Regions from separate parts of the Mus musculus genome. Here regions 2, 3, 4 and 5 are each linked to region 1. The links are chromatin contacts, called in public Hi-C and HiChIP or PLAC-seq maps. All regions are on one chromosome and are shown on one strand. The core of a region is the stretch at or near the end of the contact, and the rest is flanking DNA. Distances in the headings are between cores, read along the strand shown.

What was found. A called contact is a pair of places that touch in the nucleus more often than the background predicts. HiChIP or PLAC-seq counts read pairs in DNA pulled down with a chosen protein or histone mark.
Region 2: a Hi-C map of uterus shows a contact between it and region 1, with 3 times the contacts expected there. The contact joins two enhancer-like sites. A contact is called at or near these places in 5 of 484 Hi-C or Micro-C datasets (liver and uterus) and 4 of 115 datasets of contacts at active chromatin or transcription factors (embryonic basal ganglia, embryonic stem cells, fibro-adipogenic progenitors and 1 more).
Region 3: a contact with region 1 is called in an H3K27ac HiChIP or PLAC-seq map of oligodendrocyte precursor cells, with 6 times the contacts expected there. The contact joins two enhancer-like sites. A contact is called at or near these places in 2 of 484 Hi-C or Micro-C datasets (the HPC-7 cell line and epidermal suprabasal cells), 9 of 115 datasets of contacts at active chromatin or transcription factors (craniofacial prominence, embryonic hindbrain, embryonic midbrain and 6 more) and 1 of 9 other capture datasets (embryonic stem cells).
Region 4: a contact with region 1 is called in a Hi-C map of brain, with 2.9 times the contacts expected there. The contact joins two enhancer-like sites. A contact is called at or near these places in 1 of 15 datasets of contacts at CTCF or cohesin (the NIH/3T3 cell line), 6 of 484 Hi-C or Micro-C datasets (brain, cerebellum, embryonic fibroblasts and 2 more), 10 of 115 datasets of contacts at active chromatin or transcription factors (craniofacial prominence, embryonic forebrain, embryonic midbrain and 7 more) and 1 of 9 other capture datasets (embryonic stem cells).
Region 5: a contact with region 1 is called in an H3K27ac HiChIP or PLAC-seq map of microglia, with 8 times the contacts expected there. The contact joins two enhancer-like sites. A contact is called at or near these places in 3 of 115 datasets of contacts at active chromatin or transcription factors (embryonic stem cells and microglia) and 1 of 9 other capture datasets (embryonic stem cells).

Annotation. Positions count from the first base shown.
Region 1 is chr3:21,933,647-21,938,211 of GRCm38.p6, reverse strand. The region is part of intron 3 of Gm31813 (a long non-coding RNA gene); the gene reads left to right. Among named protein-coding and RNA genes, the nearest start is that of Gm31813, 28 kb to the left of the region's middle. Within about 2 kb of position 2,176, at least 417 of the 459 cell types and tissues checked have an H3K27ac peak or open chromatin away from gene starts, as enhancers often do. A contact at or near this core is called in brain, craniofacial prominence, fibro-adipogenic progenitors and 5 more, where this site is marked.
Region 2 is chr3:21,425,177-21,429,741 of GRCm38.p6, reverse strand. Gm31610 (a long non-coding RNA gene) reads left to right here. Exons shown (of 5, transcript XR_880697.3): 5 at 4,127-4,565. Among named protein-coding and RNA genes, the nearest start is that of Gm31610, 62 kb to the left of the region's middle. Within about 2 kb of position 1,936, at least 16 of the 459 cell types and tissues checked have an H3K27ac peak or open chromatin away from gene starts, as enhancers often do. A contact at or near this core is called in uterus, where this site is marked.
Region 3 is chr3:21,522,514-21,527,078 of GRCm38.p6, reverse strand. No RefSeq gene overlaps it. Among named protein-coding and RNA genes, the nearest start is that of Gm31610, 35 kb to the right of the region's middle. Within about 2 kb of position 2,493, at least 41 of the 459 cell types and tissues checked have an H3K27ac peak or open chromatin away from gene starts, as enhancers often do. A contact at or near this core is called in fibro-adipogenic progenitors, neural progenitor cells, oligodendrocyte precursor cells and 1 more, where this site is marked.
Region 4 is chr3:21,542,070-21,546,634 of GRCm38.p6, reverse strand. No RefSeq gene overlaps it. Among named protein-coding and RNA genes, the nearest start is that of Gm31610, 55 kb to the right of the region's middle. Within about 2 kb of position 1,989, at least 25 of the 459 cell types and tissues checked have an H3K27ac peak or open chromatin away from gene starts, as enhancers often do. A contact at or near this core is called in brain and craniofacial prominence, where this site is marked.
Region 5 is chr3:22,237,574-22,242,138 of GRCm38.p6, reverse strand. No RefSeq gene overlaps it. Among named protein-coding and RNA genes, the nearest start is that of Tbl1xr1, 160 kb to the right of the region's middle. Within about 2 kb of position 2,513, at least 3 of the 459 cell types and tissues checked have an H3K27ac peak or open chromatin away from gene starts, as enhancers often do. A contact at or near this core is called in microglia, where this site is marked.

The DNA of each region.
Region 1 (4,565 bases), core at 927-3,426:
TTGACTGAACTTTATCCTAGGATACAGTGTGGGCCTGCGCGCCTCCCATAAACTCTGGTAACCTTAGACTGCTTTAGCCTTCCTCCTTCCACAGCAGGGAGTCATGAAGCCTGACGACTCACTCCTTTTCTTCAAGATTCGGATGAAAAGCAATTTAGAGGGAGATATAATCTCTCTTTTTCTATTCACTCCAATAAGCACTAATTACCACTAGGGCAGGGCAGATGGGCTTCTGGAAGTCCGAAGCAATATGTAACACTCTTCCTTTACATTTACCGAAGTCTGGGCTTCCAACAGCTATCGGGCTACTTTCCTGCCATTCAATCCGGGCCCCTGCAATCTGCAGTAGATTTACTGAGCATCTGGTTGTGGGAGTTAAGGCTGAGGCACAAACACTCTGGGAACACAGCTCAAAACAGTGGGGCTCACACGAGGTCTGAAGAGCTAGTTCTGAGAGCTTGGGCAACGTGGATTAAGAAATGCAGTTTGGCTTTGAGGGTTGTGGGTAGATATAACTCAGATATAAATTAAGTTAAACAATAAGGAGACATTCATGTGTTAAAAACAAACAAACAAACAAACTAGGCTGCCACAAGGAATATGAGGCAGGGAGGGCTATAGCAAGGTCACAATTGTGACCCACAACCTGCTGGCTTCTCGGCTTTGTTCTTGTTTCCTTCTCTGACTATCTCTGTCTTCATACTGGTTGGTCTCTCCTGCATTAGGCCAGGAAATGGGGTCACATTGAACTTTTTAATTTTTTTCAGTTTCTGCCTAGGGAGTTGTCTTTTACACTTCCAGTTTCTAGTTCCCTAAGAAGGCTTCTGATTGGATTAAAATATGTCAGCATTAGGATCCTAGGCTAATCCTTTAGGGCAAGGTAGGAGAGTGGGGTGAACTAGGCCCAGTGTGGTCTCCACCCCCTGCACTAAGTGATTCTTTTGGGATCCTCGTGGATTTGGAGCATCAGAAGGGGGTGGAATTTAGGAATCCAAGGGTCTGTACACTGTTTTCAGAAACAGGGACAGGGGCTCTGACCCGACAAGTGCAATGTTCCCAAGAAAGAGTGGCCCATTTTAAAAAAGGGAGACAGAGAGACCTTTGCAAAGTCTAGATGTATGACTCCCCAGTTGCTGAGAGGACAGTGGCTGTCCCAACTTCACTGATGTGGCCACCAAACAGGTTGAGCCCTGAGCCCAAGCTCAGAAGCCTTGAATAGACCCCCTGTCTCCAAAGCACGAGTTTGCTTTCCTTTCTGCACAGGCCCCGCCCTCCCCTTCCAGAGCGAAGACTCTTGTGGCCTTTGCACACACCTGGGGCAGGGGAAGCCGATTTCTGGTCTGGGACAGGGGACAGCCAGGATCCAAGCTGGGTATGCTGGATGTGCGAGAGTGCTAAAAGAAAAGCCAGGGCTCTAGAGACAAGGAGACACCAGCTGGGTGGCACAGGCCCCACCCTAGTTGGTAGCAAAAGTCGGGGGAGGGGAGGTTCTGGGTCTTTCAATGCAAATATTGTTAACCTAGCCTTGAACATGGTCCGAGTACCCGATGGTCAGTTTGCAAGGTGGGAACAGGAGCCCACACTGTGTACCTGTAAGGAAACATGTAAAACATGACCCACAAAATGTCACCAGAGCTGAGGAGCAGTTTCGTAGAGGCTCTCTGAAGAGAGAACTCTACAGGAAAAAGGGACCTGGAGCTTTCCAGATATTGAGGACAGTATCTTGTGCGTGTTGGAGTGTAGGGGGCGGGATGGGGCAAGGCCTTTCCAACCTCCCCTACCTTGGTGACTGCTGCTAGCTTTGTAATCTGCTCTGCCACGTGGTGTGCGCTTGGAGGTAGGTGGTGGTAGCAGTTATATCGGCCAGAGGAATATTTGGCTAAACATAACATTGAAACCCCCCTCTCCCTAGCCCAGGCCCCCTCTTGACTCGGTGAAGGCGATCCTGATGCGGCTGAGATCCATCCAGCCTGGCCAGGCAGCCGCCGCGCCTCCCCTCCCCCGCTGGACTGTGAGCCCATTTTCGCTCGGCTGGTCTCTGCGCCGCCGGATGGATGGCGCCCCACCCCCCCTCTCCTCTGCTCAGTCATTCAGACTTGGAAAGTCAATAACACGCTGACATCATCAGGGGTTTGTGTATTATTACACGGCTACTTTCCAGAATACCTGGCATTATCTAAGAGAGGAGCACTCGATTGCACCAGCAAGGCCCCGAGCGGAGTCTGCAGCCCCGGGGAGGCGCGGCTGCTGCGGCCAGGCCCTTTTTTTCCACAGGGAGTACCTCCAGGGCACCAATTAGGAACAGATGGTGGCTTCTGCTCTAAAAGCAGATGCACTTTAGATATCGATACAGATTCATTTTGGCTTGGGGGATGTACTCAGAAGTCACCCTCAAGTGACCTCCATTTCTTCTGAAAACACACGTGCCCTGACTTTTGGTCCTTAAAGAGCATTTTCAATGATTCTCACACAGGCAAAAAAAAGAAAGGCATGTGCTCTAACCAGAAGCCAAAGCCTGCCTCTTGATGCTTAGGAGTGGGGGTTGGGAGGCGGGTGTTATGCAATCACCATTGCGGGTGATTAGGGCTTTGCTTTGCCTCCAAGGCTGTTTGGTGGTTGAGTTTCTCTTTAAGCTTACTGCAGGGCAAACGCACAGAAAAACATGGCCCAGATTTATGGTGCAAAACTGCTCTCCGAGTAAATTGCCTTAGCATTCTGTTTCGGTTCTGGAGCAGAGAAGAGTAGATGGATTTGGGGTTAATTAAGATCTCTTTATCATAAGTTCCGGGGGTTACTTTGCCTAGAGTGAGGGGTTTATTTATTTATTTAGGTTTCTTTCTTTCTTTTTAAAAGTTTATTCGTTTAAGTAGTTTACTTCTCTCCCCCTTGCTGTGAAGGGTACATGAAAGGAGCTTTGATACTAATTAATTGTATAGATGGCTGCCACTTTGTTTTAGAGAACACATTCACATATTAAAGACAATACATCCAATAACTCACGCAACATGGTGCCTTTTCTGAATAGCCAAACAGGCTATTTATTTACAGACACAGGACTGGTCTCCTTTAAGTTCTCTTCAGTATTTTTAATTGGAAAAAAAATAATGGCAGCCAGCCCTAATTTGGAGAATGACAAGGGGAAGGGCTGGCCCTCCTTCGCCTGATCTCACCCCCCCCCCCCCGCCCCCCCTTGCTCCCGGCAGGGAGCTGCCTGATCTAAAGTCCTTAAGTTTCCCCTGGAGGAAGCAGAGCAGACAGCCTCTCACTAGTAAGGGTTTCTCTTCCTGCAGCCAGTCCTTTCAGAACCTTAGGGCAACTTCCCCCTAAATGCTTTGACAGAGAGCAATCTGAAGCTGCCATTTCTCAAATCCAGCCACAGCTGGGATGCACAAAGCTAGGAGTCAGGGCAAAAAAATCTCCAAGATGGCCCCCTGATAGCCCTCCCTAGAAGTGTCTGAAATGGTGAGACGTGCAGAAAAGTGGAACTTATGGGGTCAGGAAGAAAATGAACCCTCATTTTGGGGCCTAGTTGAAACCTCTAGCCAGCCGAAAGCAAGATTTTTTTTCTTTTTAAAGTTAAAATTTGCTGTGAAAGTTGCTGTCATACAAACAATATTCCTGTGTATGTGTCTGAAGGCCCAACATGTGAAGGTCACAGGGCAACCTCAAGTGTCCTTCTTCACCAGGTGATCCCCAGTTTTTGCTTGAGATGGGGGTTTCTCAGGTTTTTTGTTGTTTTTGTGTATGGGTGTTTCTATGTATGTATGTATGTATGTATGTATGTATGTATGTATGTATGTATGTGCAAGGGTCTATTGTGGTCAGGAGAAGATGTTTGATCGACTGAAGCTGGAGTTTTCAGTGGTTGAAAGCTCCCAGATATAGGTACTAGGGACTCATCTCTGGTCTTCAGCAAATGCAGCAAAGGCACTTGCGTCCTACCTCTAGCTTCTGGTCTGCTCCCTGAAGTAGGCCAGGTTAGATGGCCAGAGGGTCCGCCCACCTGCCTGCTCCTACCTCCCATTTTGCCATCCTGCAGGTTTCATGGTAATGCCTGACTTTCTGTGTAGGTTCTAGGGAATCAAGCTCAGGTCCTCACACTTGTGAGGCAAGTGCTATACTGACCGAGCCCTCTCCCCACCCCAAAGATTCTTTTCACATAGAAATACTTTGCCAAATTAGCAATGAATCATGCTTAAGTCCTAAGCTTACATTATCTTGAGGATGGCTTGATTTTTCTCTACAGAATATTGTTTGGAACGCTTACAAACAAGACTGTTAAAGCTGGTGAGACAGCTCAGTGGGTAGCGACGTGGGGGTGGGGCTTTGCAAGCCTGGAGATCTGAGTTCCATCCCCAGAACCCATGTGGAAGGAGAGAACCAACTCCGGACTTCTTCTTTTACCTATACATGCACAGCCTGGGATGTGAACCTTTATACATATATCGTGGAGATATATGATAATACATTTCTAGAAGTAAAAGATGTTAATTTGGTTTGCAGTGGAAATATCCTTTCTTCTAATATCCCAGTAACTCAGGGTTTATGTTAATCTTATCCATTGT
Region 2 (4,565 bases), core at 687-3,186, 510 kb after region 1:
ATCATGTTTTTCCTTCCTTGTGGATTTAGATCTATAAAGGGAAAGGGGTAGTAGAATGCATGCTGGTAGCATCATTAGAGGAAAGGGCCACCAAACCATGACTAGACATTGAGGTTGGGAGAGGTCTAGAAAAGAATAACAATGTGTCAAAATTAGGGTATGCAAGGCTTAAAAGCAAGGAAGGCTTCCCTTTAAAACCTGGAGAGGAACCTCATAACACTTGAAGCAAGAGTAAGAAAGAGAGCCATCAAAGGATGACAGGGTAGATCCAGAAAAGAATCTTTAGAGAAGTTCCTTCAACAAAGAAAACATCAGGCTTTTATAAATTTTTGAGGACCAGGAATGAGGTTAGTTAAGTATCTTAAAAAATTATGTATGTGTATGTGTATGTGTATGTGTATGTGTATGTGTATGGTGAATATATGCCTTGAGTATGCTGGTGTCTATGAAGGCTTGAAGAAGGTGTCAGATTTCCCTGAAACTGAGTTCCAGATCATTGTAAGACACCATGTGCCTCCAGGGACAATAATGTCGATCAACTGGAGGAGAAACATGCTCTCAACTACTGATCCATCTCTCTAGATCCTGGAGGGATGCCTTACATCCCTAGATTGACTTCCTCATAGCAGATGAGACAAAGAGCCTGGAAAAGCTAAGTATTTGTTAAGACCATAAGTCAGGAGCTGTAAAACCACAGCACAGAACAACTTCTCAACTGTCTCCTAGAGGATTCAGGAGGAATGGCCTGATTTCTTCAGACTGGGGTATCTGTCTTCTTAAGAAACTGTCGTCTGGATAGGGCAGGGCATGGTCTATCAAGTAGAGCAGGTAAACCAGAAGAAGTAGGCAAATTTATCTTCTGACTGCATAGTAATAGTTTGGATATAAGGGGCTCAGAGACACTGTTTTCAGAGTTTTGCAGTGTGGTGGGTGAATGGAACAAGGGTCAACTTGTCTATGTTAGATCTGAGAACATGTGAGTCCATCCTCTCTTCTGGAAGGCATGTCTAGTTATAATGATATGGTAAGGAGCAGTTATCTCCCAGAGTGAAAATGTGCCTAACCTTTGACTCACAAACCAGCTTACCTGGCTACTCTTGTCGTTTAGTGGCGCCTTCCTCAGATGCTTTAGCTCTGCACGCATCTCTTTCCGTGCTCTGATTATTGTGGGTTTAGGATACACTTTGATTAGTCTGTGGTAAGCTTCTCACATAAGCAGGAATCTGAGAAATTGCCCATGGCACACGGTTTCATTGCTCCAACTTGGCTGCTGACTCTTTCATCCTTTAGCATCTAATTCCTTCTAAACAATAGCCTTAATTACACCAGCCATTTCTTCAACAGCTCTAGCTCTGCTCTTCCTGTGTGCCTTATCTCTTTCCCTTGTGATTAAATACCATGACTAGAAGCACGTCAGGGCAGAAAGGGATGATTTCCTCTTAGGGTCATAGTTCACCAACCAGGAAAGCCAAGCAGGAAATCATGGTAGGATCTTGAACAAGAAACCACTGCTTACTGGCTTGATTCCCTGGCTTGCTCAGCTACTTTTTAAAATTTATCCCAAGCTTACCTGTGGAAGGATAAACTGCCAATAGTGGGCTGAGCTCTCCCACACCAATTAGCAATAAAAAATGCCTTTCAGACAGACATTGCCACAGGCCAGTCTTATGGAGACACTGTTTAACTTGAGGTGCCCTCTTCCCAGGTATGGTGACAACGGAAGATAAGTAGGCTCCTATGTTTCTTCCTCATACACAAAATGTGTGGCTTGTAATCAGAGAGCATTCCCTATACTTCATTCTTGTTGGGTGCAGTAATTTCATCATTGTTGGTTTTTTTTTTTTTTTTTTTCGGCTCTAAGTAGTAGAGGCTCCAGCCGCTCAGATAGGGGAGATGAGCATTCATCATATGCCAGGCCTCTTCCAGGAAGAGCTGTAGCTCAGGGGGTTTCCTCCCTGGGAGAAAATGACCACTTCTTATTAAATGGCAAGTCTTTTGAAAAGGTTGAATAGAATACTGTTTTCACAAAAAGAAATTCAGCTGTTTAAATTTAGCATCATGGGGGAAAAAAAGCTTATTTTGAAGAGAAAAACAACCCAAGAATAGTTTCTGGCTTTGATCCCACAGTCTGCCTTTTCTGTGTGTGCTGCATGTGTTTTCATTCACTGTGTGCCGCTGCGCTCATCCGTCTGCAAGCCTGGAGTTGACAGCTTTGAGGTTCCTAAGAATACTTGTCACCAAAGCCACATATTTGGATTGTTTTATTGTCAAAGAAGAACCTTACCTTCACATTTAATGTTTATGTTACTTCTGCCTTTTTTTTAAATCTCTTCTTCCATAAATGTGGACACCATTTTTCCTGTATCTGTGGTCATCTCTTAGTAGAAGTTATGTTTGCTTCTTCTCCTAGCATCCCTAAAACATCTAGTTTTGAAATTCAAAACTCCTGTTTTTCTAATTATTTGTTGAAATTTGAAGACCACCCATGTCTTGGTAGTCCTGGGGTACCCCAAGGTTTCTTTCTACATCTGTTCAGTTCTCCCCTGGAGTTTGGAGAAAGAAACTTGTATTGATTGAATGTATGTTTTGTGTTTCTCGGTCCTGCTTTAAGTGTTTTATAAAAGATATAATTCTGCTTAATCCTGCTAACTACCTTAAAGAAAACTATTATTTTCCTTGTTTTCAAAGTGAGGAAACCAAAGACAAAAAGTAATTAGGATATAGCCTGGGGTTATCAAGACAATTAGTGGGGAAGTGAAAATTTACAACTGCCTTTGCCAGAATCTGAACAACTCCCGCCTGTTATGAAAGTCAACTTCACAGCCCTGGACAGAATGTGTTTTGTTTCTCAATTAAAAAATTGTCCTCCATATTGCACCAGGGTATTTTTTTGTTTAAAATTGTGCCAGAGTGTTGGGATTTAATAGAAGGCTGTTTCATAATCTGTGTGAAAGGTTAAACTGGAGGTCAGGTTTTCCTAGGACAAGATAAACAAGATAACGAGCCTTCTAGAGTGGAGTGTGTGGCAGTATGCACTCAGCTGTTCAGGCTTCAGACTGCAGACCCACACCAAACACCATTTATACAGGGTACAATGATCTCATCCTGATTGGTTTGTTCCAAGTGTGTGAGTACGTGTGCGTGCGTGCGTGCGTGTGTGTGTGTGTGTGTGTGTGTGTGTGTGTATTTGGGGGTATGTGTATGGTGGAGGCACAGCATTTCCAGCTTCTTGCTCAAAGTTTTCAGACAGCAAAGTATAAAGAAGTTTGAATTAAAGAGGTAGAATAGGATAAAATGTAAGGGAGTAAGTAAATAGCAGGTCATTGAGCTAGAGTGCCCAAGAGCCTTAGTTATTGTTTAGGGCTTCCTTTTATGGTGCCCCATAGGGGACCATTTGTTTTTAAGGGGCCTGATGTGGGTGGTTCTTTGCTTTTGATTGGCAAACTTGAGTTATATGAGACTTTCTCTGCCATACTTGTCCTCTCCAAGTTGCATTTGATTTAATTCATAAGTATTCAAAATTATGCACAGGCATGAAGTGGTAAACAGTGGATTTTTCCTAAAGTCCACTCAGATAACAATTTGTCTTACTATACATATATTCAAAACCAGTGCAGGTTGGATTGATACATTGCTTGCAACATATTTTAGCATATGTTTGACTATAAAGGAGGGGACCCTGGATAAAGGAAGGGTGGCCACCTATTATGTTGCTTGGAGCAGGATGTCTATACAATTTGATGTAGGTGGGGGATCCCTGACTGTTAGATGCCTTGTTAAGAAGGGCATGCGTGCGCATAGCTCAAGCCACGCACAGACACAGGTGGTTAAACTAGATCCACACTCACCTGCCTTGACTTCATGAGCTTTCTCAGAAATGCTCTGAAAATAACAAAAGCAAGGTGCATCACCAGGATTCATTAAACCCGGACTGTCACTTCACCACAGAGGAAGGGCTGCTGCATGTTCCTTCTAGGACTCCTCACATTCACACTGCTTCTGGGTGTCTGGGATTTAGATGATAAATAGCTGCTCCAAGATGGAAAAGATGAGAAGCCAACTTATTCTTGGAATAGTCTATTACAGGGTAAGACAATCTCTTAAATATTTTGAACTCTTTTCACAGAGGAAGCAAGACATGAGAGGCCAGACCTACTACATCTTGTGACCAGCCTCCACCTTAAAAGAAAAAGAGCCTGAGAACTTGACCAGCAGCTGAATCCGAGCTGCACCCAAGTCCTGGGAAGAACCCCATGGCTTGGCCTTGGCCAGTACCCCAGAGTTACTCCCTTGTTACTTCCTAGCAACAGCTAATCAAAGAGTGGTCTGATTGTTTCAGATGTACCATTTGTTATTGTTCACAGTCTTGCTTCAGAGCACTGTCAGCTTCCAATAGTCATTCAATTAGATGCTTGCTGAGATAAATTGCCCCTCCCTTTCTCCCATCTCCCATAAAACCTTGTCCCGATGAGAATTCGGGGCTGTGTCAGGGTTGACGAGGTACCCAAGCTTGAGTTTGTGACTCTAATGCGATTACATTGTGGTCGGCTCTTTGCTGGTCTATT
Region 3 (4,565 bases), core at 1,244-3,743, 410 kb after region 1:
TTTGGCCAGCTGTGCTAGTTTTGAATGGCCATCTTTTGACACTACAGTCAGACTGAAACCCTTTGAGGATTGGTTATTATTGTTCAGGACTGGCCACATGAGTTTCATGGGCACACTGTTACATCTGTACATCAGCCTGGGCCCTCTCAACTTCTTAGTGATACTTCTGTCAACTAGGACAATTATAGGAGATACAGATTTCAAAATTTTACATAAAGCCCAGAGAAAAACTTCAGATATATTCAGACACTCTCTTGAGAAAGTCTCTCACTGATCCTGGAGCTAGGCTGGTAGCCAGTAAGACCCAGAGATCCTTCTGTCCATCCACACCTACACAGCATCAGGGTTTCAGTAAATCTGGCATCATGCCTTAAACTCACAGTTAATGTAGACTGATTGGTTATGATGATGCCAATCTTATTGGAATATGCAGTGTAATTTGGTCCTGGATTAATAGCTGCACTGACCTATGCTCACTTCTTATCTTGTGTAATCAGGTCATATTAGGTAGGACTCTGCTGAGAACAAAGTAGTATTTCACTAGAATTACCCTCTCTGCCACTGCCTCAGCTCATATTGTATGTTTATAGGCTCAGCTATAACACTCATCATTCTTTTACCTGCTGTGCAACCTATTATCTGCTTCCCACCTATATTGGGCTCAAAATGGCTGTCAATTGGTAACAAAGGAAATGCCCCATAGCCTTGAGAATCTGAGGCGGACATTTTCTCAATTGAGGTCCTCTCTTTCTTGATGACCCTAGCTGTGTCAAGTTGATCAAACCCCTATCCAGCAAAGAAATAAAACATAGTGATAAGATTTCAAGATATTTGGAATTCAGACAAACTTGGGCATCTCCATGGTGAGTGTTTAAGAATATGGTGAAAGAGAAGCCAGAGTATAGCAGGGACTAGAGAGACTGGCCTTACTGTAGCTCTGTGAGGAAGATGTGGAATCAACCTTGGGAAGGAAAAGTGGGATGGAGATGGAGGAGCTATAAGCTCATGAGACTCTTCAAAGAGTCCTTATCTGCAGTACACAGCCTTAGATCTAAGATGTCAAAATAAGTTCACCTTGAGTTAACTCCTTGTCTTCAGGATTTAGAAGAAAGTCAACACATAAAATCTTCTTATAGGAGGGCATGGAAAGGTGGAGGGGATGGGCAGATTTTAGAAGATGTACTGCAGGGCCCTGAGTTGCTAAGGAGACTAAGAAAGTTGATCAGATTATGCAGAAAATAAAAGGTGTACTTATCTTTTGGCATCCTGTTGCTTAGTGTTTTCATAGATAATTCTCAAAGCACCTTGCCCAGGGAATTATTTAAATATAGCACTGAACTGCTTCTTGCTGAACTTGTTGCCTGTAACTTCCTCAATAAGGAACTCATATTCATCCAATGGAAAGTTGATAGAACTGTGGAGCTGTTACCCTGGGTCCTGCCTAGACTATGGATGCATTGGTGTCTGAAGGGACCAAAGTCTCCTGTGCTGAGAACTGATCATCTACGTATGCCAGGTTTTTAGCAACTAGTAACAATTTAAATTCATTAAAATTAAACAATTTAGTAAAATTACGTTTGTTCGCCATACAAACTTCTTGTCAAATGTCTGGCAGAAACCTTCAGGTCCTCAGAGAGGCCATGTTGGGCAGTGCAGATGATTGAAAAATTCTACTGCAAAGCACCCCTGGAGAGGAACTAGCTGCCACTGGGTTCAAGAGCAAATACAAATTTTACATCCTGAAAGATACTATTAAACATAAGATCTGGAACAAGGTTGGGATAAAATGTGGTCCCACAAGGGATCTGGGGCATGAGAAAAATAAAAATCTACTTCTGAGGATTAAACGTCTGGATGTTGGAGCCTGTAAAATGTAAGGCTCTCCTCATTTCATTTATTGAGATTAACAGTTCAAATTAGCTCCACACTCTCCAGAATCTCTCTGAGAATCTGTCTCCTTAGTCAGGAGTGGTTGGAGTTGACATATTGGTCAACAAGGGTATGTCCTCATTAATGCAATGGAGACTTGCTGCATAAGGTTGTTCTAGAGATGAGTTGGGCTTTCACATTTGATACAAATGCTAAATCCCTCTAGAAGTCCATGGAATGTGACTGCATCCAAAGAAGACAGAGGGAGCCAGGTGCTTATTTCATTCAAAGAATTTGAACACAGAAGCCAAATGCTGATGCTCTGAGTCTGGCTGAGTGAGCCAAACCCACCAACGAAGGGAATAAAAAATCCCACAGCAGCTGAGATCAGCCAGAATTCTCACAGTGATGGTGTATGCAAAAAGCAGTGGAAGAAATACAAGCCAGCCAGTCAGATTTTTTTTTTCCCCTTGGAGAAAACAGCTCTCTTTGTGTTCAGTGTCTCCTTTCTCCCAGGGCCTCTGATATGATAATATCTGAATGAGGCAGGATGGGGGGAGGCAAGCCCCACAGAATCAAAGCCAGCCTTCCCCCCAGATAATGGAGTTCTTTTCTTCCTGGGCCAAGCTTTTCTGACAGTCTCATTGAGTTCTTTCCCAGGAGGCTCCTCAGTTCCTGAAGCAATCTCCTGGCAGACCCACCCTGCCAGGCAGCCAGATACATCTGAATACCAGTAGCAAGCAATACAGCTGGATACTTGTTAGAACAGGAGTCACTGCAGCCTACCATGTGTCAGGATCTTTCAGGGTTGTGCTTAGTTGATTCCTCAAAATAAAACAAGAGAGTACCTGCTACATCCACTGGACCAAGAATTGAACTGAGATTCTGAGAAATTAAAGCTTGGTTAAAGGCTGGGAAGACAGCTTTGCTGATAAAATGCTTGGCTTTTGAGCACAGGGTTCTGAACTTGTCCCCCACAATCCCATATAAAAAGCTTGGTATGGTGCAGCATACTTGTAATCCTAATGTCGACAAAGCAGGTGAGTACTTAATTTATTGACCAGCCAGTGTAGCCAATTTGGATAGCTGTGGCCCAGTAATAGGACTTTGTCTACAAAACAATGTGAACAGTTCCTGAGGAAAGACATCAGATGTTGACTTCTGGCATCTACACAAAAGTGTACATGTAGTCACAAATACGTGCCCTCATCCTCACATAAAAATGAACATATCTGTTGAACACACAGGAATACACACAAACACATTTCCTTGAATCCTTGAGGCATACTTGATGACGAAGAATCTCAATCCAGATAGCCATAATGTTGAGTTTCTGACATTGCTATGACTACACTGCATTCTCAATCCAGTTTAACTGTCTTTGAAACTCAAGATCTGTTTTTTTCTGCTGTAGAATTTTGTGCTTGGAAGAATCATGAGTGGTAAGGAATGAGAGATAGAATTTAGCTTGTTGATATTGACAAGATTCTGGAGGCAGGGTCTCAATAAGCCTTTCCACCTTGTTCATTTTAGTCACAAAACATTCTCTGCAAATTGCTTAGAACTACAAATGTAGGGGGTAGAGAAACAGCTCAGTGATTAAGAGTACTGGCTGTTCTTTCAGGGAAATCAAGGTCAGTTCCCATCACATACATTAGGAAGCTCACAATGACCTGTAACTAATGGAATGGAACCCTTTTTACACTTGTGCATATATATATATACATATAAGCACATACACAAAATTTAAAAATTTAGAGAATTATATACCAATAGAAATGAGTATAGGTAATTCACATGGCAACCAGCTTTATGTTTTTCCCTTGGGTGTGTGTTTTTGACAAGATGGCATGTATAGAATTTTCTGGGGCTGACTTAAATTTATCTTACACGTGTTCGCGACCGGCCAGGAAAGACGCAACAAACCGGAATCTTCTGCGGCAACGCTTTATTGCTTACATCTTCAGGAGCCAGAGCGCAAGAGTGCAAGAGTGCAAGAGTGCAAGAGAGAGAGAGAGAGAGAGCAAGAGAGAGAATGGCGAAACCCCGTCCCTTTTAAGGAGAATTATCCTCCGCCTAGGACGTGTCACTCCCTGATTGGCTGCAGCCCATCGGCCGAGTTGTCCTCACGGGGAAGGCAGAGCACATGGAGTGGAGAACTACCCTTGGCACATGCGCAGATTATTTGTTTACCACTTAGAACACAGGATGTCAGCGCCATCTTGCAACGGCGAATGTGAGGGCGGCTCCCCACAAATTTATGCAGATAAAATCCACAATGATCAATCAAGTCTTGTTGGTGGTGGTGGGGGTCATATAAAAATTTAGTAAAATTCAACCGATGAGAGGCTAATATGAGTAAAATGTCTACTTGGGGTAGCTTTAAGATAATCACTTACCTCACATAAAACCTGACGCAGCAATGAATAAGAACCTGAGCTGATTGAAAATGAAAGAAATTTTCCCTTTTTCCTTTTTGATTTTAAAATATATTCATTGGTTGTACATATAGGTGCCTGTGTAGGCCAGAAGAGAGTATAGGATGCCACAGATCTGAAGTAACAGGTGGTTGTGTCCTGCCTGACATGAGGAATAGGGATAAAACTTCAGTCTCCTAGAAAGAAGACCAGCAAGTACTTTTTGCCATTTCCTCAGCATATGGAAAGTTCTTTCTAAGCAGTTATCCTAAAGTTGGG
Region 4 (4,565 bases), core at 740-3,239, 390 kb after region 1:
GGGAATGGGGGAGTGACTGCTCAGTGGGGGAGAGAACTGACTGTGAGCAGAGTACAAAGTATAATGGCACACATGTGTGAAGACACCGTGATTAAAACCTTTGCTTTTGCTTTGTGTGCCAATTTAAGAAGTCAGTGGTAACACAAAGCAAAAAGACCAAGACTCAAGTGACAGGTGTCCTCCAGTTTGAAGCTTTACTAAAGGCATGGTCATTAGCCAGGTGCTTCTAATATTGCTACCCAGATAGAAAATCAAACTGACGAGTTATTATGCAGGGCTGCCACAGATTGTTACAGTTTCCTGTCTAGATGCTGAAGCTGAAATGTGTTTCACTTGCCCCCTGCCTTTCCTAGCCCCAGCAGTGCCTCATGTAGGATTTGGGCCTAGCAAATGTTTTTCCGTGACTGGGACATGGCAGTGTGAGTGGCGAGGTGACCAGGCTCCTACGGCTGTCTCAGAACTGGACTTGCTTCTTGTGCCCATCTTCTGTTTATCTGCATGAGGTTCCAGTCCCAGCCACAGTGGCTCTGATCAGGCCTTTGTGAGTGTCTGTGGCTGGTAACTTCCTGGTGTTCTCCCTGATGGCCTTTTTGGGAACCCTGGCTTCTCCCTACTGAGCAGTCTGATATCTACCTTTCCTGCCTAGTCAGAGCCACACTGGGTCCTGTGCTGCTGCAAAGCCTTCTCCTGTCACCATGTGTCACATTGGCTTTCTCTACCATCAGCCTATATGTCTATCTAAGTATGTTTTGATAATTTGTCCTTGTATGGTCTCACTTTGGTACATTAGTAACTAAAAGCATTTCAGGTCTAATTTTCCTCTCCAATTTGATTGTGAACTCTTTGGAGAAGGGGAGCCACGTATCATACACTCAGCCTAATGGGCTCTAGCAGGCAGAGCATGGCTAACACGGCTCTGGCAGAGCTGGCCCTTCCCCCATTCCCTCTTTCTTGCTAAAATCCATGAAATTACATTCCTACAGCTAGTCACCAAGGACGATTCCCTTATTTGGTCACTTTCTTCTATGACTATCAAGTTTCAGCTATCAAAGTAATGGAGTACAACAATCAAAAGCCCCCTTAGGGACACCCTAATTAACCTGTTCAATCAAAATTAAACACTTTATCCTAACACAGGGATACCCCCATACCTTTATAAACCATCATTTCCTATATGCCGTGTCAGTCTCCTCTCTATGCCCCCTCCCCTTCTAGAACAAATACCCCTTTTCTCTCTCCCTTCCCCTTCTTTCTCATGTTCTATCTTCTGTCTTTGACTCTTATTCCCTGCCCTTTGCTCCTCTGGGACAAATAAATCTTCTTTGTGCTGAGAACTTGATCTTGTGGTCCTTTCAAGGCCTAAAGAAGCAGCTCAAAGCTAGATTCCCCGAAGTGTTTACTTAGAGATTGAATTCATTCTTGTCATCATTTCAAAGACAGCCACTCCACTTCTTAGATCATTGCTTACCAGTTCTCCACCCCTAACACTTTACATTTGCACGAACACAGTGCTGCCTTTCTCTCATTCATTTGGTTTTCCTGAGATAAGATTTCACCATAAGCCTAAAACTCACTAAGTGCCCCAGGCTGGCATTGAACTTGTGGCGATCCCTCAGGCTCAGCCTCCCAAGTGTTTGAATTACACATGTAAGCCACTACCTCACATTGACTTTTACTTTTAAATTAAAGGGATCTGATAAATGGTAAATGGAATATACCAGATATATGTGTGAGTGTGCGCACTCAAACTCGGGCGTGTGTGTGTGTGTGTGTGTGTGTGTGTGTGTGGTGCTTATTTTAAAAGGAAACAGCATCGGAGATAATGAAGACAGTATAGTATCTGGTTTCTCACTGAGTGTCAGAGAAGCAGTTACCTTGCAGCTGCAAATGGAAGTCATCATTAGCAGGTTTTTCTACACCTCCCTGCAGAGCTGGCTGGTGTGCCTGTAATCTGAACATAGCATTTTGCAAAGCAAAGAATGGATGTCTAAGAGGAGGTGAGAAAAGCCGAACTTGGGGGATGGAGCTGCTCAAGGCAGCTTCTGATGAGTCACAGCATGTAAGGCCTGGACCTGCTTCAGAACTGAGCTGTGAAAGCTTTGAAAACAAATTCACCCCTTTTCATATGCTGCTCTGAACTGCAGGCATGTGCTTTTGAGAGCCTGCCCTGCACCTCATTTTGTCTAGAATTTTTCTGCTGCCCTCATTGGCTACCTTTTAAAGCAAATTATCTCCAATTTGTAAATGACATAGCTAGGTTAAGAAAATATATTATGTGGCCCAGAGGTTATAAAAAAAGTCTCTTAGTCCAGATAGGCATCTTTTTGTATTTCTAATCTAAAAGGTATATTTCTAAGTTCTTCAATCTTTATTATAACTGTCTTATCGATTATTAAAAATAAAATGAAGAATTTGATTTTTGAAAAATTTACAGGATAATTCAAATGTTGGGGGAGAAATGGCTCCAGGACATGTCTTCTTCAAGTCATATATATATGTGAAAGATTAAAATACAGACTATAAAATAATAATAGAGTGTAACAATTATAGTTGGTTGTCACTTGACAGAATATGGGATCACCTAGGATTGTCACTAGGATAAGCAGGTTAGAGACTGGGGTGGGGATAGGGATGGTAATAAGGTATGAGTGGGTTGTGGGCCAGGGATGGGGTGAGAGCCTGGGTGTGCTGAACCATTTCCTTTCTGGAGCTTTGATCTCTATTCATTGTTTTCATCCCACTGCTACTTCAGTCAGTAGGTGCTACCCACTTTGCTGATGTTGAAACTGAGGCTCTAGAAGTGGTTCATCCTGAAGCTAAGAGGCAAGTGTGGGTGGGCTTACTGTAGAGTCCATTCAGGGTTCTTCAGTGGAGCTCTGGGAGACTCAAGGATCGCTAATTTCCTCTCTGATTTCACACCCACCCAAGACTGCGCAGATGAAGAGTGCCCAAGGCACTCAGGTACCCAGCCAGTTGTCTTTTTCTAGAGAATGAATGGAGATAAAATGATGACTTTGCCTGGCAATTCTACGGATGTTTGAAGATGCTATGCTGGTTACCATGGAGACCAAAAGGCCAATGTAAATTTTTCTTGGGTATTCAGATCAAGGTAAGGACAAGAAGGCAGCTAGCTCTCAGGAATGCTAATGGTGGTTGTCCATTTAAAGTAAGTCCCTAATCTGCTGTCTCTCCAGCAAATGGGTGAACCACAGAAGGACTGAATTTTTCAGACTAGGTAAATTGTCCTGTTATGGCCCCTCATGATCCTAAAGGCTAGTCCTTCCACTTTTGTTTCCTCAAGGTGTGCTATGCCTCAGAGGCCTGTGAAGGTTTTTTATTTTTATTTTTTTTGGGGGGGGGGTTGGGGGAGGGGTGTGTGTGTCACCCAGTAGGTTTGGAAGACATGTTCTTAGGGTAGTCAGGCAAAAGCGCTCAGTGGATAGAGCCCAGGAATCGTCAGGATACGAGCACATACACAGACACCCCACATTTAGACATCCATGCTCAGGAAGATTGTATCTCTGTGTACTGAAAATTGTGTGTTCCTGGCTGAGTCTTCCAACTTGTATGAATGCATTTGTGTGTTACCCTGATTTCACATCCAGACAGGCCTGGATGCTCAGTCCTCTGCTACAACTGTGGCACCTAGACATCAGGTCCCGTATATGGCATGCTCCTAAGGGAATAGATTGGACACATTATGTACAACCAAGAAGAAAACAAAATAAGGGCTATTGCTATAGCCCTGTTGGTAGAATGCTCACCTGTAATGCACAAAGCCCTGGCTCTACCTTTAGAATGAGATAATCGGAGTGTGTACACTTGTAACCTCAGCACTTGAGAGATTTAGGCAGAACAGTCAGTCAGCAGTTCAAAAATACTCTCAAGTACATAAGGCATTTGAGGTTACCCTGGGCTACATAAGAACCCATCTTTTGTTTTGTTTTGTTTTGTTTTGTTTTTTGAGACAGGGTTTCTCTGTGTAGCCTTGGCTGTCCTGGAACTCACTTTGTAGACCAGGCTGGCCTCGAACTCAGAAATCCACCTGCCTCTGCCTCCCAAGTGCTGGGATTAAAGGCATGTGCCACCACCGCCCGGCTACATAAGAACCCATCTTAATAAAACCCAGAATATATTAAAAACAGCAACAACAACACTCCTCCCCAAACAAGAACAAAGTTGGAGAGCAGAGGAATGTAATATTTACATGGGCATGACCATACAAAAGATCCCAAAGACTCACACATGTGGGAAAATAGAAACCCCAAAGGTGAGGCCCAGAGGGATGGCAAAGCTTTCCTCTAGTCTGTGTGCAGATGCTGAGAATTTGTGCAGAAACTGTCCACCAGCTGTATACCTTAAACTCTGCTTTATGATTTGTCTGTATGTAATAACCCCCTCCTTGTTCAGCTACACACAATAACCTAGCCTTTCTGTTCAACTGCTTATAAAAAATATACTGAGCTTCAAGGGTGCTATGGCTTCTCCATCAGAGAGCCTTATCCACCAAATCCTAGCATCTGTGTGTGTGTCCGAAGAGCTGATGTCATCTATACATTATCTTA
Region 5 (4,565 bases), core at 1,264-3,763, 300 kb before region 1:
CTCAAGAAGGTGGACTTCAGAAAATCAAATAACCCCATTAAAAAATGGGGCTCAGAACTGAACAAAGAATTCTCACCTGAGGAATACCGAATGGCAGAGAAGCACCTGAAAAAATGTTCAACATCCTTAATCATCAGGGAAATGCAAAACAAAACAACCCTGAGATTCCACCTCACACCAGTCAGAATGGCTAAGATCAAAAATTCAGGTGACAGCAGATGCTGGCGTGGATGTGGAGAAAGAGGAACACTCCTCCATTGTTGGTGGGATTGCAGGCTTGTACAACCACTCTAGAAATCAGTCTGGCGGTTCCTCAGAAAATTGGACATAGTACTACCGGAAGATCCAGCAATACCTCTTCTGGGCATATATCCAGAAGATGCCCCAACTGGTAAGAAGGACACATGCTCCACTATGTTCATAGCAGCCTTATTTATAATAGCCAGAAGCTGGAAAGAACCCAGATGCCCCTCAACAGAGGAATGGATACAGAAAATATGGTACATCTACACAATGGAGTACTACTCAGCTATTAAAAAGAATTAATTTATGAAATTCCTAGCCAAATGGATGGACCTGGAGGGCATCATCCTGAGTGAGGTAACACATTCACAAAGGAACTCACACAATATGTACTCACTGATAAGTGGATATTAGCCCCAAACCTAGGATACACAAGATATAAGATACAATTTGCTAAACACATGAAACTCAAGAAGAATGAAGACTGAAGAGTGGACACTATGCCCCTCCTTAGAATTGGGAACAAAACACCCATGGAAGGTGTTACAGAGACAAAGTTTGGAGCTGAGATGAAAGGATGGACCATGTAGAGACTGCCATATCCAGGGGTCCACCCCATAATCAGCATCCAAACGCTGACACCATTGCATACACTAGCAAGATTTTATTGAAAGGACCCAGATGTAGCTGTCTCTTGTGAGACTATGCCGGGGCCTAGCAAACACAGAAGTGGATGCTCACAGTCAGCTAATAGATGGATCACAGGGCTCCCAATGGAGGAGCTAGAGAACGTACCCAAGGAGCTAAAGGGGTCTGCAATACTATAGGTGGAACAACAATATGAACTAACCAGTACCCTGGAGCTCTTGACTCTAGCTGCATATGTATCAAAAGATGGCCTAGTCGGCCATCACTGGAAAGAGAGGCCCATTGGACACGCAAACTTTATATGCCCCAGTCCAGGGGAACGCCAGGGCCAAAAAGGGGGAGTGGGTGGGCAGGGGAGTGGGGGTGGGTGGGTATGGGGGACTTTTGGTATAGCATTGGAAATGTAAATGAGCTAAATACCTAATAAAAAATGGAAAAAAAAAAGAATATCAATAAGGTGTGTTAGTACATGGAAAAAAAAAAAGGCATGAGCCACCACCGCCTGCTGTGCCTCAACGTTTAATAAAAAGTCTATACTTTTTATTAGACAATTGCTGAGTATCTTGGCTAGCAGCCATTTACTTTCAGCTTTCCATATTTTTGGATTTTTGCTCAAAGGCCTGATGCTATTCTTATGGTTTTGCAGTTCTGAGATGGTATGTTGTTGTTGTTGTTGTTGTTGTTGTTGTTGTTGTTGTAACATTTAATGATATTTCTTTGCTTTGTACTTTGTACCTGGAAAAACATTGTCCTCTGGAAAGGTTCTAAATGCCTCTTGTTCTCCCATGCTACTATCTTCTCCCAGCTGTTGGAGGTTTGCTGCTATAGTTTCACTGAGTGACTTTCCTATAACTTCCCTTTCGATCTAAGTTCCTTGTTCTACTCTATGGGTACTTAGATTTATTCACTGACCATGTTCCAGAGTTCTTAAATGCTGTGACTATTCCTTTTACTTACTGTTGCCACTAAGTAGGAGATCCTCAACCTGGTCTTCTACAGCAGGGCTTTCTTGAACCTGCCAGCAGTATAAAGAATGACACAGATGCTTCTAATATAGTTAAAAATGTAAGCCTTTTGCTGAGACAGTTTTCACCTAGTTCATCTTGTAACACGCCCCCCCCCACCCCCCAGCTTGAAGCAGGCTGAGCCAGAACTTGACCTTGCTGCCACTAAGGAGATTACCTAGGGTGGAGCCTTCCTCCCTACATCACTCTATTGGTCAGCTAAGGAGGCTGTTCCTCTTCAGGATACTGCTACCTGCTGGGAGGCTGCTGAGCTATTCTGGAGACTACACCCTATCCTGCTCGTCATCGCCTGCAACTGGTTCCAGGATCCAAGGATGAATTGGCGGGAATGCCCCACCCCCCCCACCCCACCCCCCCATAAGCGCATTTGCCATTAAACATTTGAGCTTTGATCAGGAACCCTGACTTAGCTCCATTTTTCTCTCTCGACCACCTAATTCCCCTCTCTTTCAGCTCCGGTTTGCCACTCAGGTGTACCCTGTCCATGTGAGCCGCTGGCCAGCTCAGCAAAAATCTGGCGCCCGACCCGGACCCGGACCTGAGGAAGGTCAGGAAGACGCTGAAGGAACGCTGTTTCCTGTTGAGCTCCACGGGAAGAAAAAGAAAAGGATCGTATAGGGCACCGAAGCAAGAGGTACACATGCTAGCGCTAGTTTAAAACTTCATTTTTAAAAGTGTTGCTAGAGGTGCGGAAGGATATGGGCTAAGTTTAGAATCAGCGATAACCCAGCACTGGATTCACTTAGGTCAGCAGCGAATTATCAGAACTAGGAACTGATCAGACGGTTGTCCGCAGCTTTTTAAAAAGCTGTCTCAGGCAAGAAGAAAGGGGTTTAAAAAAACAGAAATGAATCAGGCAATTGTCTGCAGTTTTCAAAAATTGCTTCAGGCAAGAGGAGTAGGGCTTGAAGTACAATTGTTAGAAAATTTTTTTAGATAGGATAGATTCTTGTTGCCAGTGGTTCAAGGAAGAAGAAACTTTAGATATCAGAACCTGGGAGAAAATTGGAAAAGCCTTGAAAATCACTCAGGCAGATAATTTCACCCTTTGCCTCTGGGTGCTCTTAAAAGATGCTATTGGAAAGGTGATCTAGCAAGGGTCAGATAGTACCCAGGCAGAGCTTGATGAATCTCAGGAAGAGCGCCTGTCAGAGAGGGTCTTCTCAGAAAAGGGTCCTCTCAACTCTAAATTTGATAGATCTAGAGACTCTGATGATGAGCTAATTTTAGACAAAGAAGATCACTCAGAAAGAGGAGCTGCCAAATATTTTGAGGAGGATTGGCCTCCTTGCAAGTCTCCCACTCCATCTATAGCCTCTACCGTGAGAGATGCTACTCATAGGGACATGCAACTAAGCAAATTAGAATTTGGAGTTAGGCTGCAGAAATTGACTAATGAACTTCGGGAGCTAAAAAGGATGTCAGATAGAGGAAGGAGTAACTCTTCTGAAATATACCAAGCGCCACTAGGAAGAGCTGTGAGTCAGGCTTGTGGGAGAGGACAGGATACATCTGGTGTGCTAGCCTTTCCTGTCGTGGAAGTAATTGACCAGCAAGATACTAGAGTCAGACATTACCAGACTTTGGATTTCAAGTTGATAAAGGAGTTAAAACAGCTGTTGTGTAATACAGTCCTTCAGCCCCTTTCATACAAGCGTTACTGGATATGGTCGTGGAGTCACACTTAATCCCCCTAGATTGCAAGACTATGTAAGGCTACCCTGTCAGGAGGAGATTTCTTACTTTGGGATTCTGAATGGCGAGACGCCAGTAAGAAAGCTGCCGCTTTTGGGATAGTAACATGCTTCTGGGAGAAGGTCCGTATGAAGGCCAGGCTAATCAGATTGGTTTTCCCGTTGGAGTGTATGCACAGATTTCAGTGGCTGCCCGCCTTGCTTGGGGACAGTTACCATTTAGAGGGGATGTTGGTGGAAGTTTAGCCAGCATTCGGCAGGGTCCTGATGAGCCTTACCAGAACTTTATGGAAAGGCTATTAATAGCAGCTAGTAGAATCCTTGGAAAATCTGACACGGGGAGTCCTTTCATTATGCAATTGGCTTATGAGAACGCTAACGCAATGTGTCGAGCTGCTATCCAGCTGCACAAAGGACAAACAGATTTAGCGGGATATGTCCATCTTTGTGCAGAGATCGGGCCATCATATAATCAGGGTTTGGCTTTCGGCACCACTTTGCAAGGGACTGCCATACAAGCAATGTTCCCGCGGAAACGAGGGAATAGTGCATGTTTTAAGTGTGGAAGTTTGGGTCATTTTAAAAGTTATTGTCCTAAGAACAAAGGTGCCGAGAATGGGCAAGCAGGCCGTGTCCCAGGAATTTGTCCCCAGTACAGAAAGGGCAACCATTGGGCTAAAGTGTGCAAATTCAAGCCAAGCATTCTGGGCCATCTGTTGCAGGGAAACGAGAGGAGGGGCCAGCCCCAGGCCCCGACTTACCCACAGAAAACAGCTTATGGGGCCATTAACCTGCTGCCCAGCCAAAGAGATCAGTTTTTGAACTTTTCAGGGCAAAACCAGGAGGTGCAGGATTGGACCTCTGTTCCATCACCCACACAGTATTAACCCCAGAAATAGGAGTCCAAACTCTACCTACCAGAGTCTTTGGACCTCTACCTGTAGAAACTTGTGGA